Linked DNA regions of Mus musculus: region 2 is linked to region 1. The links are chromatin contacts, called in public HiChIP or PLAC-seq maps. All regions are on one chromosome and are shown on one strand. Each heading gives the region's core, a stretch centred on a gene start, on an enhancer-like site or on the middle of the called end of the contact. The rest is flanking DNA. Distances are from core to core; before and after follow the strand shown.

Region 1 (7,252 bases), core at 1,854-4,353:
GTGTGTGTGTGTGTGTGTGTGTGTGATGGCTTTCATCAGATTCTCAAGGCCTTAATGAGGTTAAAGGACCATGGTCCATAGTCACCACACTTGGGCCACATAAATGGAGGAGGTGTTGCTGTGAGGCAGTTCCTCCCTGGCCTGCTGCCTGAGGCCAGTCCCTGGACACACTGCTGCTGGAGATCCCACCTCTCTCCAGTCCTCCTCGGAAGCTAGTGAAGCTAGGCTCTGCACGTGCTTGAAGACACCATCGCCTCCTTTCTTGCTTCGTTATTCCTGTGTGCGCTGCATCTGCTCCGTCCTGCTCTTGGCCTGTGAATGTGCCTCGTCCATCCCTGGTGAGGGACCTCGAACCCCGGTGAGGATGCAGCCCTTTCCAGTTGAAGTTTCTGTTCTACTTTCCTTGACAGCAGCCTGTGAATTACTCAAGAGTCCCCTTGGGTTTGGAGTTACCAGTGGCTTTGAGTAGGATCTTTGGCACGTAGTCTAACCTAGGGACATTGGTTATTCATCTGTAAAGTGGGGATATACCTACCTCAGGGTTGCTGCAAGGATCAAACGAGGAAACGTATGAACAATAAAGCATTACCCAGAGCAGCGGGCGTGGTTATTGTAGCTGTTGCTTTATCATAGCCGAACCACGTGATCACCATGGCAGGCACTCACTGTGCACCCCATGCAGTGGAAGGTGGACAAGCCTTCACCAACATCTGATCTTCGATCATCTCAGGATGGGTCTTAACCACCCATATTTAGGCTTTACTCAAATCTGCGATTTATTTTTTTAAAAAATTATGTGTATATGTGTATGTTAACGTATGTATACGTGAGTGCCGCTACCTCAAGAGGCCAAAAGAGGGCAATGGATCCCCGAAGCTAAAGTTAGAGGCAGTTGTGAGTTGCTTGATGTGTGTTTTGGAAACTGAACTCAGACCTTCTGAAAGAGTAGCAGGTGCCTTAGTTGCTGAGTCATCTTTCCAGCCCTCTAGTCTTATACATGTTGAGTGATGTTGATAGCCAGAGTTTCCTTCTGCTAAACCAGGAGCCACTGATGTCATCTTTGCTTCTCTATGGAAGGGACACATGTACTAAGTCTTTGTGCTATTCCACTTCCAAGATGGACGTGGATTTTACTCCAGGAAAAAAGAGATTGAAAACACATGCACACATACACACACTCCAGCTAAGAAGGAGATTCTGAAGTAAGGATTTTTTTTTTCAAGACAGGGTCTTACTACATAGTTCAGACTGGTCTTGAACTTACTATGTAGCCCAGACTAGCCCAGAATTTGTGATTCTCCTGCCTCAGTTCCCCAAAGTCTTGGGATTACAGGTATACACTGGCATGCCTTTAAGAAGGCTAACAGTTCAGTAAATGGAGAAATTCATGGCTCACTTAGTAGAGAAGTCAGGAATAAGATACCCTCAGGACTGCACAAAGGACTTTAGGAGTCAAGGTCCCAGCCCCTGGAATTAGGATTCAGGGTTAGAGGGAGTCTGTCTGTCTGCCTGTCTGTCATCTTTGCTTGTCTTGCCTGATTTCTTTCTTTCTTGCTGTAAATGGCCCCACTCAAAGAAGCAGAAAAGGTGGCTGCTGCTGAGATGACTTCATGAGCAAAGGCACGTGCTGCTGGCTTTGATCTCCAGAACCCACGTGGCAGGAGAACTGACTCAAGTTGTCCTCTGACCTCTACATGTGTGCTTTGGCACACATGTGCATGCACATACATGCACACATACACAAAATAAATGAATGTTAAAGAGAAAAAGAAATATGGCTGCTTCCACATCCTTTCAGCCACAGATCTTAGAAGCCAAAACTACTTTTTCAGCGTAAACCAAGAATCACAAGGACAGCTCTGCTCATATCACATGACTCCATTGCACCAATGAGTGTGTCCAAGGAAATGGGATACTGTGATTGGCCAAGCCTAAGTCACATACGTGTCCAGGGAGGGAAAGATTACATTATCAGAAGAATGGACATAAGGAAGTTGGATAAAAAAGACAAAAACAGAACAAACAAACAAAACACCAGTTGTAGTTTACTAAAGGTATTTAGATGTAGACAGTGATCTTTCAAAAATTAATGCTAAATATGTTCCTTTCAAGTTAAAGTTTTCTAATGGCTTCTTATGACACCCAGGAGAAATTCCAACCCTTCCTTCTAATTTAGAACTGTTGTTCTTACTTAAGTTTTTTTTTTTTTTACATATATATTACTTTTTATTTTTTATTTATTTTTATTTTTTTCTTCCCTCTCACTCAAGGTGGGCACTCATTGTGGACACGATAAGGCTTTTCCTACCATATGCCAATTAAGCTCATTATTGGTGGAAAGCCTGGCTTCTTCTGGCTATTTAGGCTTTATTTTAAGTATCACTTCCAGAATGAGGACCACCCTGATCACACAGTATAGATGCGTGCTTGTCTGTTGCTGGGATAAAAGACCCTGACCAAAAGCAACTTAGCAGGGGAGGGGAGCTTACTGGGAACACAGTCCATTAAGGTGAGGAAGTATGGCGGCAGGAAAATGAGGATGGCCTGGCAGTCAGGAAGCAGAGCAACCATGTTTCACCCTCACAGAGAGGGGAGAGAAAGAGAGACAGACAGACAGACAGACAGACAGACAGACAGACAGACAGACAGATACAAATACACACAGAGAGAGACAGAGAAACAGAGACAGGCAGAGACAGACAGACAGAGACAGGCAGAGAGAGAAACAGAGAGACAGAGGCCTGGTCCCCAGTGATTAACTTCCTCCAACAAGGCTCCAAACCTAAACGTTCTATAACCTTTGCAAACAGCACCACCAAGTGGCAAACAAGTGCGAGCCTGTGGGAGCCATTTCATATTTAACCTACAACACTACCTACACATCCTTCTCAGCATAGCATTTATCATTAATGTGCATTTCCTCTTTTTGGCTTGTTTATTCTGTTAGAGTTATTTTCCTTCTTACTAAGTCTGTACTTCATATTGTCCCGCACCATAGCCGTTTAGCATAATCCTAGATGCACAGTGCCTAAGACGTGCCCTACAGAGACGTCAACAATATTAACTGAGTGAGTCTGTGTGACCATCGCTGACCTGGCTCGCTGAGTCATGGCAAGAACTAGTGTGTACTCACTCCTGCAGAAACTCACAAGGCTCCAGCTGCCCCGGTTCCACAGCGCTGAGTCATGGCTGCTGGGAATCCTCTGTCTCGCAGGCTGACTGACTTAGTTGCTTTTCTGTTGCTGTGGTAAAACATCAAACAACCAAAAGCAACTTACGGGAAAATCCTTGGTTTTGGCTTTCGGTTCCAGAGGGATAAAATTCCACCGTGGCCTGGAAGCCTGGCGGGCGTGGTGACATGGCAGCAGGCAGTGACTGGAGCAGAAAGCTAGGAACTCACACCCCCAACCACAAGCACAAACTTGGGAGAGTAAACTGCACGCGGGGAGAGGCCATCTAAGCTTGACCGCTGACCCCAGTGACATACAAGACCTCGCGTCTTAAACCTCCCCAAATAGCACCAGTGACTGGGGTCTAAGTTTTCTCCCACCTGAGCCTATGGAGTTCACATTCAAAGCACCACACAGACGCTCTGCTGTGACAGGTAGTGTCAGGGTGTTTCCCTTTATAACTCCCACAGCCTCCCTCTAGCTTGGGTTCTGAACTCCCGCTTAGACCTTAATTTTCTCTATTAATAATTCTCTATTAATAATTCTCTATTAATAATTCTCTATTAATAATTCGTGTTTGGTTATTTGCAGACTAGTCTCTCCTGCTCTTCCTTCCAGATCAAAGATATTAAACTCATTTATCTGAGATAACAATATTCTTTTCCAAGAATAGACATCCTATATAGGAATAGTTGCTTTAACTAATAATAAAAATTATGTCCATGCATGTACTAATTTTATGTATGGTATAGTAAACATTTTTCATACTAATCTCAACTCCAGAAAGTCTAGAATAAATAGTCATATTTGTAGCCAAAAAACAGGTTCAGAGCAGGAGCCTGCTGAACATCACACAGTCATCTCCCAGTGGAGGTGGGACTGTTTTCAAGTCTCTCCAATTCTGAAGCCCGCGTGGAGATGTGTCTCTAAAGATTTTCATCATGCTAACATTAATTCTAAGGCTAACAGGAAAACACAACGAGTCAATGAAAAATATTTTTAGTTGAATATGACTCAGTGTTGGCGTGAAAACATGTCTGCAACACTGGTTAGTGAGGAAGAGACAACGTAGAGGGAGGAGAGTCACCCCGGAGTGCTGGGCGCTAGCCAAGCATGTGGGTTCTGCAAGCTCTGTTGAACGGGGAATGGCTCAGAGCATCAGCACTGGATAAGACACTCAGTGCAGAGGACAGGTCAGAATGAAAGCAAGAGCTCTAGGTACATGTAAACACAGGCACAGGCACAAACAAGAATAGTGCCCAGACCACAGAAGTGAGCATGAAAACACCCATGGAAGGAGTTACAGAGACAAAGTTTGGTGCTGAGACAAAAGGATGGAGCATCTAGAGACTGCCATATCCAGGGATCCATCCCATAATCAGCCTCCAAACGCTGACACCATTGCATACACTAGCAAGATTGTGCTGATAGGACCCTGATATAGCTGTTTCTTTTGTTGCCGGGGCCTAGCAAACACATAAGTGGATGCTCACAGTCAGCTATTGGATGGATCACAGGGCCCCCAATGGAGGAGCTAGAGAAAATACCCAAGGAGCTAAAGGGATCTGCAACCCTATAGGTGGAGCAACATTATGAACTAACCAGTACCCTGGAGCTCTTGACTCTAGCTGCATATGTATCAAAAGATGGCCTAGTCGGCCATCACTGGAAAGAGAGGCCCATTGGACTTGCAAACTTTATATGCCCCAGTACAGGGGAACACCAGGGCCAAAAAGTGGGAGTGGGTGGGTAGGGGTGGGGAGGGTATGGGGGACTTTTGGGATAGCGTTGGAAATGTAAATGAGGAAAATACCTAATTAAAAAAAAAAAGAAGAAGTGAGCATGAATCCACCTCTCCCAGCTGATGTAAGGACATAGGTGTTTGACTCTTCTCTAGCTTTGGCCTTACACTAGTTTCCCCTCTTTTCAGACAGGATATATTAAGATGTCTGGTCTCAGAATGACTTGGCTTCTTCAGTATCCAATCCAATCAATGCCCCGAATTCTTAAACCTCTCTTCAAATCACCTGTAGTAGCCTAGGCCCCATAATAAGCTCTTCCCAATGCCCAGCCCTTACTGAAATGTCTCATGGATGCCCGTACTCTTTAACCACAGAGAATGATAAGCCCAGCTTGTGGCTGGCTGCTCATGGTGGTTTGAGGCAGGAGAGCACTGCTAAGTACTGCCATCTCACTATCGACTGTGATGCTAACTCATCTCTATTGTCACAAGTTTGTGTGGGACAACACAGCTAAACTGTTAGTGATGGCTAGTTCTGGTAGAGATTTTACCTTTAAGTTATATATGATGTGTGTGTGTGTGTGTGTGTGTGTGTGTGTGTGTGTGTGTGTGTGTGTGTGTGTGTGTGTGTAGGCCAGGGTTGATGTTAGGCATCTTCCTCAATCATTCTTTACTTTTTATTTATTTCTGATATAGTCTCTCGCTGAACCTGGAGATGATTAGCTAGCCTGGCTGACCAATGAGCTTCAGAGACTCTCATCTCTGCCCTCCCAGTGCAGGGATCTCAACCATATACCACTGCGCCTATCTTTTTATATGGGCATGGGGGATTTGAACTTAGGTCTGTAGGGAGAGCTGTAGGCAATGCCAGATAGTGACTGCATTAGTTATCTGCTCATTGCTGTGACAAAATATCTTCCCGGAGTCCAACTCCAGCAGGTCAGGGGTCCGAGGGGGAGACAGATAGGAAGTCAGAGATAGGAAGACACATAGACCTGTTATGTTTGAAGCATAACACTCTAATTTTCTCTTCTAGTTTTAAGTATATTTCAGCCAGTTTCTTGTACTGGCTGACAGCAGTTTGCGGTTACAGTGTGGCCAACTGGACTGTTGTTCTTGTTCTAGTTTACAAAGCCTAGCTGAGTTGTCCTTTCTGAGCTGGCTTAGCTAGCCATTTAGTTAACCATTTGCTTTTCTTCTCTTTCACTCCCAATAGGATCATTTAGTTCCCTCTTACAAAGTATTCTGTTTTCTTAAGGTGCGTACCAAAACCCTGCAATTAGATCTATAAGCTACATGACCAGGAGACTCAGACCTAACCATAGTTAGGAACATAATTGCTGTCTTTGATCACTGGCCTGAGTCTCACAGCCAAGAACTGTGGGCTAACAATGCCTGAAACTTCCCTGTTCTTATTCCCTGTCTCACGTCCAGCTGGAAAAGAGGTATTTTCAAGTCTTATCCCTATCCTCCAAATCCCTCATTAGAAGCCCTAGCTACTTGTGTCTTTAAACTCTTCTCAGAAAGCTCAACTGAATCTTGAATCCGTAAGCAGCCTTGTCTTGGGGAAATCAGCACTTCTATTCTATATGGCAGATGAAATGCCCAGGGAGGAGTGGGAAGCTCCCACAGATAATCACACCAAGCTAGTCACGAGGAAAACACCATAGCACCAAGCGCAAGAAACTCTAGCAGCAACAGAGGACATGCTGGGCACAACCCTCCAGGGGAACTGTCTCTTGGAGGTACACGCTTTGTAGCTGCGCTAACCACTGAGCCACACTCCACAAACTCCAGCGCTGGCTGCAGTTCCTCTGGCCTGGACACCACCAATACCTGACAAAAAGCAGTTTTAGGAGAGAAAGGTTTATTTTGGATTAAAGTTTTAGAGGTCATGGTGACAAGAATGGAGGAGCCAGAGGCGAGGTTGCACTGTGTCTGCCGTCAGGACGGACAGAGCACTAAATACTGTTGCTCAGTTTGCTTCATTCTCCCTCCTTCCTATTAAGCCCAGTAGCCCAGCAAGAGGATGGTGCAGCCTGCATTTAGGACAGGTCTCCCCTCCTCACTTAAAACTCTCTGCAAATACCCTCTGATGTGCCGAGAGCTGTGTGTCCTAGGGCATTCTAAGACCAGTCAGGCTGACAATGAAAGCAAGCCGTCACAATGACTTGAACAGAAAAAGAGAATGGCCAATTGGGTCCTCTCCTTAGAAGTATTGAGACCCACTAGGGCTGGGTCGCAAGCTCAGGGCACAGAGAAGAAAAAAAAAAAAAAAAAAAAAAAAAAAAAAGAAGACTGGGTGTGGGTCGGAGATGTAGCTCCGGGCGGGGTAAGTTAC
Region 2 (7,252 bases), core at 3,550-6,049, 250 kb before region 1:
GGCAGGGTAGAAGATAGGTCTGGAAGACCCAGATCTAGGCCCACCTGCTGGGTCAGATAGACTTTGAAGGCACACTCCATAACTCGAGTCATAAGGTCAGCCAAGATGTCACCCACTACGTCCTCGCCCTCCTCCAGGGACATAAACGCAATCCATTCTGCCTCATTGAGTCTCCCAGGCACGATGTCCACCTGCGGCACCGGCTGGGTGGGTGGCCGGGCTTTTTCTGCCTTGGATCGGGTCACCCCACGATCTCGCGCCTGCCTCTGTGGGAACGAAATGGGCACTCAGGACAGGAAATCAAGGGGGTGGGACGGATGGGCTAAGGGCTAGAAAGACTCTCCAGGTGTTTTCTAAGAAAGAAAAGGGACCAGGACAAGGAACCTTCAAGTCTGTGATGCGCCGGATGAACACTCTGTAGGTATATCACTCAATTTAATACTTGTAACAGCCTTCTAAGCCCTCTTTAATGACAAGGAAACTGACACCTGACAGAAGGTAGCCCTCACTAATCATGTTCATCTCAGCTCTGCTCTTTTGCCTTACTGCAGTGTCCAAGTTCTTGAGAGTTCCAAGAATTCACCGGGATTTAGTCTCCTCTGCTTTTGTTTCATTTTGCTTTGAACAATCTTGTTATGTTGCTCTGGCTGGCCCAGAACTTACTATGTAGAGTACCTCAAACTTGCAGCAATTCTCCTGCCTCTGACTCTCAGATTCTAGGATTACAGGAATGGAACAGCACACAAAAACCTCTCCGTTTTTGTTATTTGTTGCCTTTTGTGGGTGTGTATATTTTGACCTGGAGAGTGAACTGAGGACAATGCCTACTCACTAGGCTAAATCCCTTCACCTCTTTTTTACTCCCTCCAGACAGGGTTTCTATCTGTAGCCTTGGCTGTCTTGAAACTCGATGTGTAGACCAGGCTGGCCTCAAACTTGAGCTCCACCTGCCTCCACTTCCCCAAAGATGAGATTAAAGGCCTGTACCATAACCACTCACCCTTTGTACTTTTGTTTATTTGAGACAGAGTCTTTCTGTGTAGTCTTGGCTGTCTTGGAACTCACTCTATAGACCAAGCTGCCCTTGAACTCGGAGATCTGCCTGCTTTTGCCTTCCAAGTGCTGGGATTAAAGGCCTGGGCTACTACACCTTGCTCTCCTTTTACTTTTTATTTTGAGATCTCACAAAGTTGCCAAGGCTGGTCTTGAACTCACTCTGTAGTCCAAGCTGATCTTGAATTTTTTTTTTTTTTCAAGACAGGGTTTCTCTGAGTAGCCCTGGCTGTCTTGGAACTCACTTTGTAGACCAGGCTGGCCTCGAACTCAGAAATCTGCCTGCCTCTGCCTCCCAAGTGCTGGGATTAAAGGCGTGCGCCACCACCACCTGGCTGATCTTGAAATTTAACTTCTGATTCATTCTCTCTCTCTCTCTCTCTCTCTCTCTCTCTCTCTCTCTCTCTCTCTCTCTCTCTCTCTCTCTGATTTATTTACTTATTATGTATACAGTGTTCTGCCTGCATGTATACACACAGGCCAGAAGAGGGCACCAGATCTCATATAGATGTTTATGAACCACAATGTGGTTGCTGAGAATTGAACTCAGGAGCTCTGGAAGAGCAGCCAGTGCTGTTAACCTCTGAGCCATCTCTCCAACCCCCTCTTTAAAAAAAAAAAAAAAATGAAAATGTATACAATATATTCTGACCACGGTTTCCCTTCCCCCATCTCTCAGATCCTCTCCACGGCCCCTCTCACCCAACCCCAGGCCTTCTTCCTCTCTTCCTCTTTAGAAAACAAACAGGCAAATTAAAAAGGCAAACAAACCACCATTTAACAAACAAAAGAACAGTGAAAAGCACAAGAAACACACACACAAAACAAACAAACAAACAAAAAAACATTAAAATACAAAATCAGAAACCATATATGCAAGTAAAAGATGAGAAAGGTTTTTTTTTTAATGCTCAAACGAAACCATATTAAGTCAAAAAAGAAAAAAAAAAAACCCACAAAAGCACCACTGAGTTCGTGCTGTACTGGCCGTCCACTCCTGGCGCGTGGAGACTACCCTTAGGTGTGGTTTTTCCAGTAGAGTCCACAGGGGAAACTGATTTTTCCTTTGCCAAGTGGTTGTCAATTGGAAATAGCTTCTTGGTTAGGGACAGGAGCTAGTGCCCTCTTCCCCTCACAGCACTGAGATTCAATCTCCCTTGGCCCTGTTGCACACTGCCACTCAGGCCTGCTGAGCAGGAAAAATGGTTGTCTTGATGTTATCCATCCTCTCTGACTTTCACTTCAACCTCCCGAGTAGAGTAGAGCAGGCCTGCACTACTAGACCGTCTTTAACCACTATTTCTATTCACATCTCATGGAGTTTGCCTAAGATCCCACCTGGGAAGTAGTCTAGTCAGAATTCACATCTGGATTTGTCTAGCTCCAAAACCTGACTCTTGCTTCCCAAACAAAGACATTTGCTAAAATATATAAATGAAAAACATGTTAAGATATTTTTAAAACTCATTTAAAAAGACAGAGAAGGAGCTGGAGAGATGGCTCAACGGTTAAGAGCACTAACTGCTCTTCCAAAGGTCCTGAGTTCAATCCCCAGCAACCACATGGTGGCTCACAAACATCTGTAATGGGATCTGATGGCCTTTTCTGGTGTGTCTGAGGACAGTGACAGTGTACACATATACATGAGATAGATAAAGAAAATGAGGGTTGGTGAGGTGACTCACTGGGTAAAAGTACTCATAGCCCAGCCTAATGACAAAAGTTTGATTCTCAGCACCACAAGGTAGAAGGAGAGAGCCATCTCCTTCAAGTCACCCTCCAGCCTCCACTCGTGCACTATGGCACACGCCCCGCCTTCACCCCACCCCACCCCAAATAAATGTAACAAATCATTAAAGATTCCTGTGACGGCTTGAATAAGAACAGCCCCATAAATTCCTATTTGAACTGTTTGGGAAAGACTTGGAGGTGTGGCCTTGTTGGGAGGGAGGGAGTAGGGGCCAGAGATGAGGTTTCAAAAGCCCATCATTTGCAGTTAGCTCTCTTTGCCTCGTGGGCTCTCAGCTACTCCTCCAGCACCATGCCTGTCTGTGCTCCCCTTCGTGATGCTCCTGGGTGCTTAACCGTTTGGAACCGTGAACCCCAAATTAAACACTTCCTTTTATAAGTTTCTTTGCTCATGGTGTTTTGTGACAGCAAGAGATAAGTAACTAAGAAAAGCCCAAAAGTAACCTAGGGACATAATACTTCACAAAAGAGATGTAGATAAGTAATAATAATAATAAAAAAAATTGTAAAGAGGGCCAGAACTAGGTGTGGTGGCTCACAGCAATAAACCCAGCACTCAGAAGCCTGAAGCAGCTGTCATGTGTTCAAGGCCAGACTGGGCCATGAAGTGAGACCATGAAGGAAGATGGTTCCTTCCAAAATCTACCTCCAAATATAAGTTTTTATCTATCTACCTAATTGTTTCCTATTTTATATTCTCCAATATTCATTCTCTCAGGCAATCCGGTGTCTTCTGTTCTCTACATTCTCAGTTCCTGGCCTTGAATTCCCAGAAACCAAGCGGCTGCCTAGTTCTCCATCTAAAGCTTTGCTTCCTTAAGCCCAAAGCCAACGCAAAACCAAAGAACCGATCCCTTAGGCCTCCCCCCACAGCTAGGACAGAGATGTGGCGTGCACTTAACACAAGAGAACAGAGATATTTTTTACTCTTTCATTTTCTCGAGGTCCTACCAATCTGTTTTATTTTTTAAAATGCCTTGACTTTGGGAGTAAGAGAGTTGACCCCACATTGACCGCTCTTGCAGAGGGCCTGGGTTTGATTCTTAGCACCCATGTGATGGCTCCAAACTGTAACTCCAGTTCCAGGAGATCTGATCCTCTCTCCTGGCCTCTGCAGGCATCAGACATGAACACAGTACACAAACACACATGCAGACAAAACACCCATATACATAAAATTTTTTTTTGACTTAAAGGTAATTGGTTTTTGACCAGTGAGATGGGAGAGTGTTGGTATGGGAAGAAGCTATGAGTTCAAAGGCAACCCGGTCTATATTGTGAGTTCTAGACCAGCCAGGGCTACACATTGAGACCTTGTCTCAAAATAAAAGGCAAGCCATGGTTGCGCATGTGATTCCTTTAATCACAGCACTCTGGAGGCAGAGTTGAGTTGGAGGCCAATATGGTCTATATAATCAGACTGTCTCGATTTAAAAAAAAAAAAAGTAATAATGATAATAAAGTAAGTTTTAAGGTCACCCTCACAGTTGTTTGATCCATTTCGTAGTCCTGAAATTGTCAAGATAGTGATTCATCCATCAGACCCTCTTCCTAGTGCCTCTGGTTTACCCACCAACACGGGTTCCTGGTCAGAAAGGAATTACTATTTGCACTAGTGGTTCAGCTGTTTCCGAATTCGCTTGCCCTTGGCCTGGTCCAGCCGTTGACCCTTTCCCTCAGGGACCGAGGTACAGGCATGCCCATCTCGAACCTAGAGCTAGTCCACTGCCTCGATACCGGCCAACCCCAGTTCTTGCGCACTCCCTAAGTCTAGCTGAAACTCACCGAGCCTTCGTGACTCATTTTCGTGACAGTCACTCCAAGGCGGTGTTTCAGCTGCCTTCAGGACCCTCCATCGTTGTAGCTGCAGTGGCCGCGACCCAACGGTCTCCTCGGCAACCAGGCCCCGCTGAGGGTCCCTGGCGTGGTCCACGGTTGCTTGGTAACCGCGTAGCTGCGCGCCGCAAGTTCCAGCCACAGGCCACGCCCAGAGGCCGTGCGTCGGTGCGTCGTCTCTATGGTGGCGGCGGATTTGGAGGGACCTTAGGATCGCGGCGTCAGGCAAGGCACACTTGAGGGTGGTGGGGGTGGGTTGCAGGTGTGACCTCTAACCTTGGCGTGGGCCTTCAGGTAGCTAAGCTGTGGGAAGAAGAGCTGGAGACCACATTCTGCATTTTAGCTGAGACGTTCCGTACTAGCAGGTATTTACATCATCATTCTTATTGCGGGATTCCCTGGTGGCTGCAACACTCAACCCTGGGGCTCTCTCCAGCTCCGTGGGATCCTCTCCTCCTTGTGACTACTATCCATCACTTTCCTCGGGGATCCTATCAATCAAGGGTCTCTCTCAGTGTCTCCTGGTTGCATCTCATTGTCCTTCTCCCCTGTCCCAGTGTCCCCAGTGGCCTTCTCCCTATTTGTCGTGCCGTGACTCTAGGACTCTCTCTCTCTCTCTCTCTCTCTCTCTCTCTCTCTCTCTCTCTCTCTCTCTCTCTCTCTCTCAGAATGTTCCGCCGCGAGCGCTCCATCCCACTTCGTAGCTCTGCCGCCGCCCTGTCTAACAACCTCAGTGTACTGCAGCTGCCAGCCCGTGATCTCACGCATTTTGGGGTGGTTCATGGACCGAGCGCCCAGCTTCTCAGTGCTGCCCCTGAGGGTGTGCCCTTGGCCCAGCGCCAGCTCCACGTTAAAGAGGGTGCTGGAGTGAGTCCCCCACTTATCACTCAGGTAAGGCAAGGAGTGAAAGAGGTGTTGCTTAAATCAGTGCGATCCTTGTTCTTGAATACCTATCCTCTTGACGCCTTATGTCCTCTTCTATGATGCGCGTCTCTCCAGGTTCACTGGTGTGTCCTCCCCTTCAGAGTACTGCTGGTCCTCACCTCGCATCGAGGGATACAGGTGAGAATAGAACCCTCCTGCCCTTTCTCCAGCGCCACCCCCACCCAATAACACTTTTAGATGTCACATGCGCAGCCCACTCTGCCTCTATTTTTCGTCTTCTTTTGTTCCATTTTCTTCACTCTTCAATTCTGCATCAGCAGTTTGCTTCTGTTATTAACTCTGTGACCCTTGGGCACGGGTAGCCTCAGTGTCCTCCTCTGAAAACTATGGATAAGAATAGTGCCTGCCTCCCAGAACAGAGTTTGAGGATTCCAATGGACTTACCTGGCTGGGTGAAGTGCCCAGAACTCAACAAGGGTCATCTGGATCTTGCTCTCATCCTTGCCCCCATCTTCCAGATGTATGAGTCTGATGGCTCCGTCATGGTTTATTGGCACGCCTTGGACTCAGGCGATGCTTCTTCAGGTACCTTCAGGACCATGTGGAGCAGGGGTGGAGGCTGGGAGAATTCGCTGGGGCTGGGGGAAGTGCTGTTTCTGAGAGCTGCTTTTGTATTCAGTACAGGCTATGTTTGCCCGAGGAATTGCTGCCAGCGTCCACTTCATCTGTGTGGGTGAGCAGACTAGAGACAGGGCTAGGGCCTGTATGTGAAGTACATGATTGTGGGGTCTCAGCCAAGAGGATGCTGAGGGGTTGACGAACTTAGGAAGAGTTAGAGGGAAGCTGGGAAGGAAGGGTATCAGAGACTCTGAAAAACATTTAGAGAGGGATAGTGAATGGAAAGTCAGGCCTGTGGGAGTACTGAGTTTATTACTAAGACTTCTGGGATAGAGGGGGTGCTGGCTGTGGTGACTGGAGACCCAGAGGACTCAGGAAGCCATCAGTGGGACACTGGTTCTGGCTGCAGGAACGTGTTCCGGTCGAGTACTGGTCTTTGATATCCCCGCTAAGGGTCCCAACATTGTACTCAGCGAGGAACTGGCTGGGCACCAGACACCAATCACAGATATTGCCACTGAGCGTGCCCAGGGGCAGGTGAGTTCACTTCCTCCAGCGGTTCTAGTAGCCTGGGAGACTCCTTCACCCTTGGGAGGCCCAGGCGTGGGTATTAGCAATGCTAATAAGCAGAAGTGTGGCTTTGGGTTCATTTGTACGTTCTTAGAAGCAGCAACCTCAGGTCTGGAGAAAAACATACTTTCCACTAAGTGGTGTTTTATACAAATCCCTAACTCTTCTGACGCTGGTGTGAATCCAGAAGTTGGAATCTACCATCTCCCAGACGCTGCCAACCTTGTAGCTTCCTTCCTTTCCTGGACTTGAGCTAGTGCCCCTATTCTGACCCAGTTCAAGGCCAGTCTTTCCAGAAAGCTGTCTCCCAATTTCAACTCCCTCTGACTCTCCCTTAGCTTCACTCTGAGTAGGCCCGACTCTCATAGAAAAAACTCTCTTCTCCCCACTTGTATTGTAAACCTCTTGGGAACAGGGTATGGGGTTTTGTCATTTGTATCCTTCGGAGCAGCTAGTATGTCTGCCTGACACCAACCAGGTCAAGAGGTCTAGGGACTAGTGATGACTGTGGCCCACTGCAAAACCTCCAAAAAGTCAGGAC

What was found. HiChIP or PLAC-seq counts read pairs in DNA pulled down with a chosen protein or histone mark.
Region 2: a contact with region 1 is called in an HNF4G HiChIP or PLAC-seq map of pancreatic cancer cells. The contact joins the promoter of Wdr54 here to the enhancer-like site in region 1. A contact is called at or near these places in 8 of 39 promoter capture datasets (the 3T3-L1 cell line, 3T3-L1-derived adipocytes, the C10 cell line and 4 more), 1 of 15 datasets of contacts at CTCF or cohesin (pro-B cells), 50 of 484 Hi-C or Micro-C datasets (B cells, the Ba/F3 cell line, the C2C12 cell line and 26 more), 16 of 115 datasets of contacts at active chromatin or transcription factors (the 230-238 cell line, CD8 T cells, the NIH/3T3 cell line and 10 more) and 4 of 9 other capture datasets (adipose tissue, embryonic stem cells, liver and 1 more).

What each region holds. Positions count from the first base shown.
Region 1 is chr6:82,905,227-82,912,478 of GRCm38.p6, reverse strand. Sema4f (sema domain, immunoglobulin domain (Ig), TM domain, and short cytoplasmic domain) reads left to right here. Exons shown (of 14, transcript NM_011350.4): 14 at 1-594. Among named protein-coding and RNA genes, the nearest start is that of 2310069B03Rik, 27 kb to the right of the region's middle. Within about 2 kb of position 3,103, at least 137 of the 459 cell types and tissues checked have an H3K27ac peak or open chromatin away from gene starts, as enhancers often do. A contact at or near this core is called in 3T3-L1-derived adipocytes, the Ba/F3 cell line, the C2C12 cell line and 13 more, where this site is marked.
Region 2 is chr6:83,153,926-83,161,177 of GRCm38.p6, reverse strand. It overlaps Wdr54 (WD repeat domain 54), which reads left to right and starts at 4,799. Exons shown (of 11, transcript NM_001362119.1): 1 at 4,799-4,863; 2 at 4,933-5,003; 3 at 5,307-5,529; 4 at 5,638-5,700; 5 at 6,042-6,108; 6 at 6,203-6,256; 7 at 6,551-6,678. The coding sequence starts at 5,308. 1700003E16Rik (RIKEN cDNA 1700003E16 gene) reads right to left here and starts at 4,774. Exons shown (of 4, transcript NM_027948.1): 1 at 4,588-4,774; 2 at 45-266. The coding sequence starts at 4,605.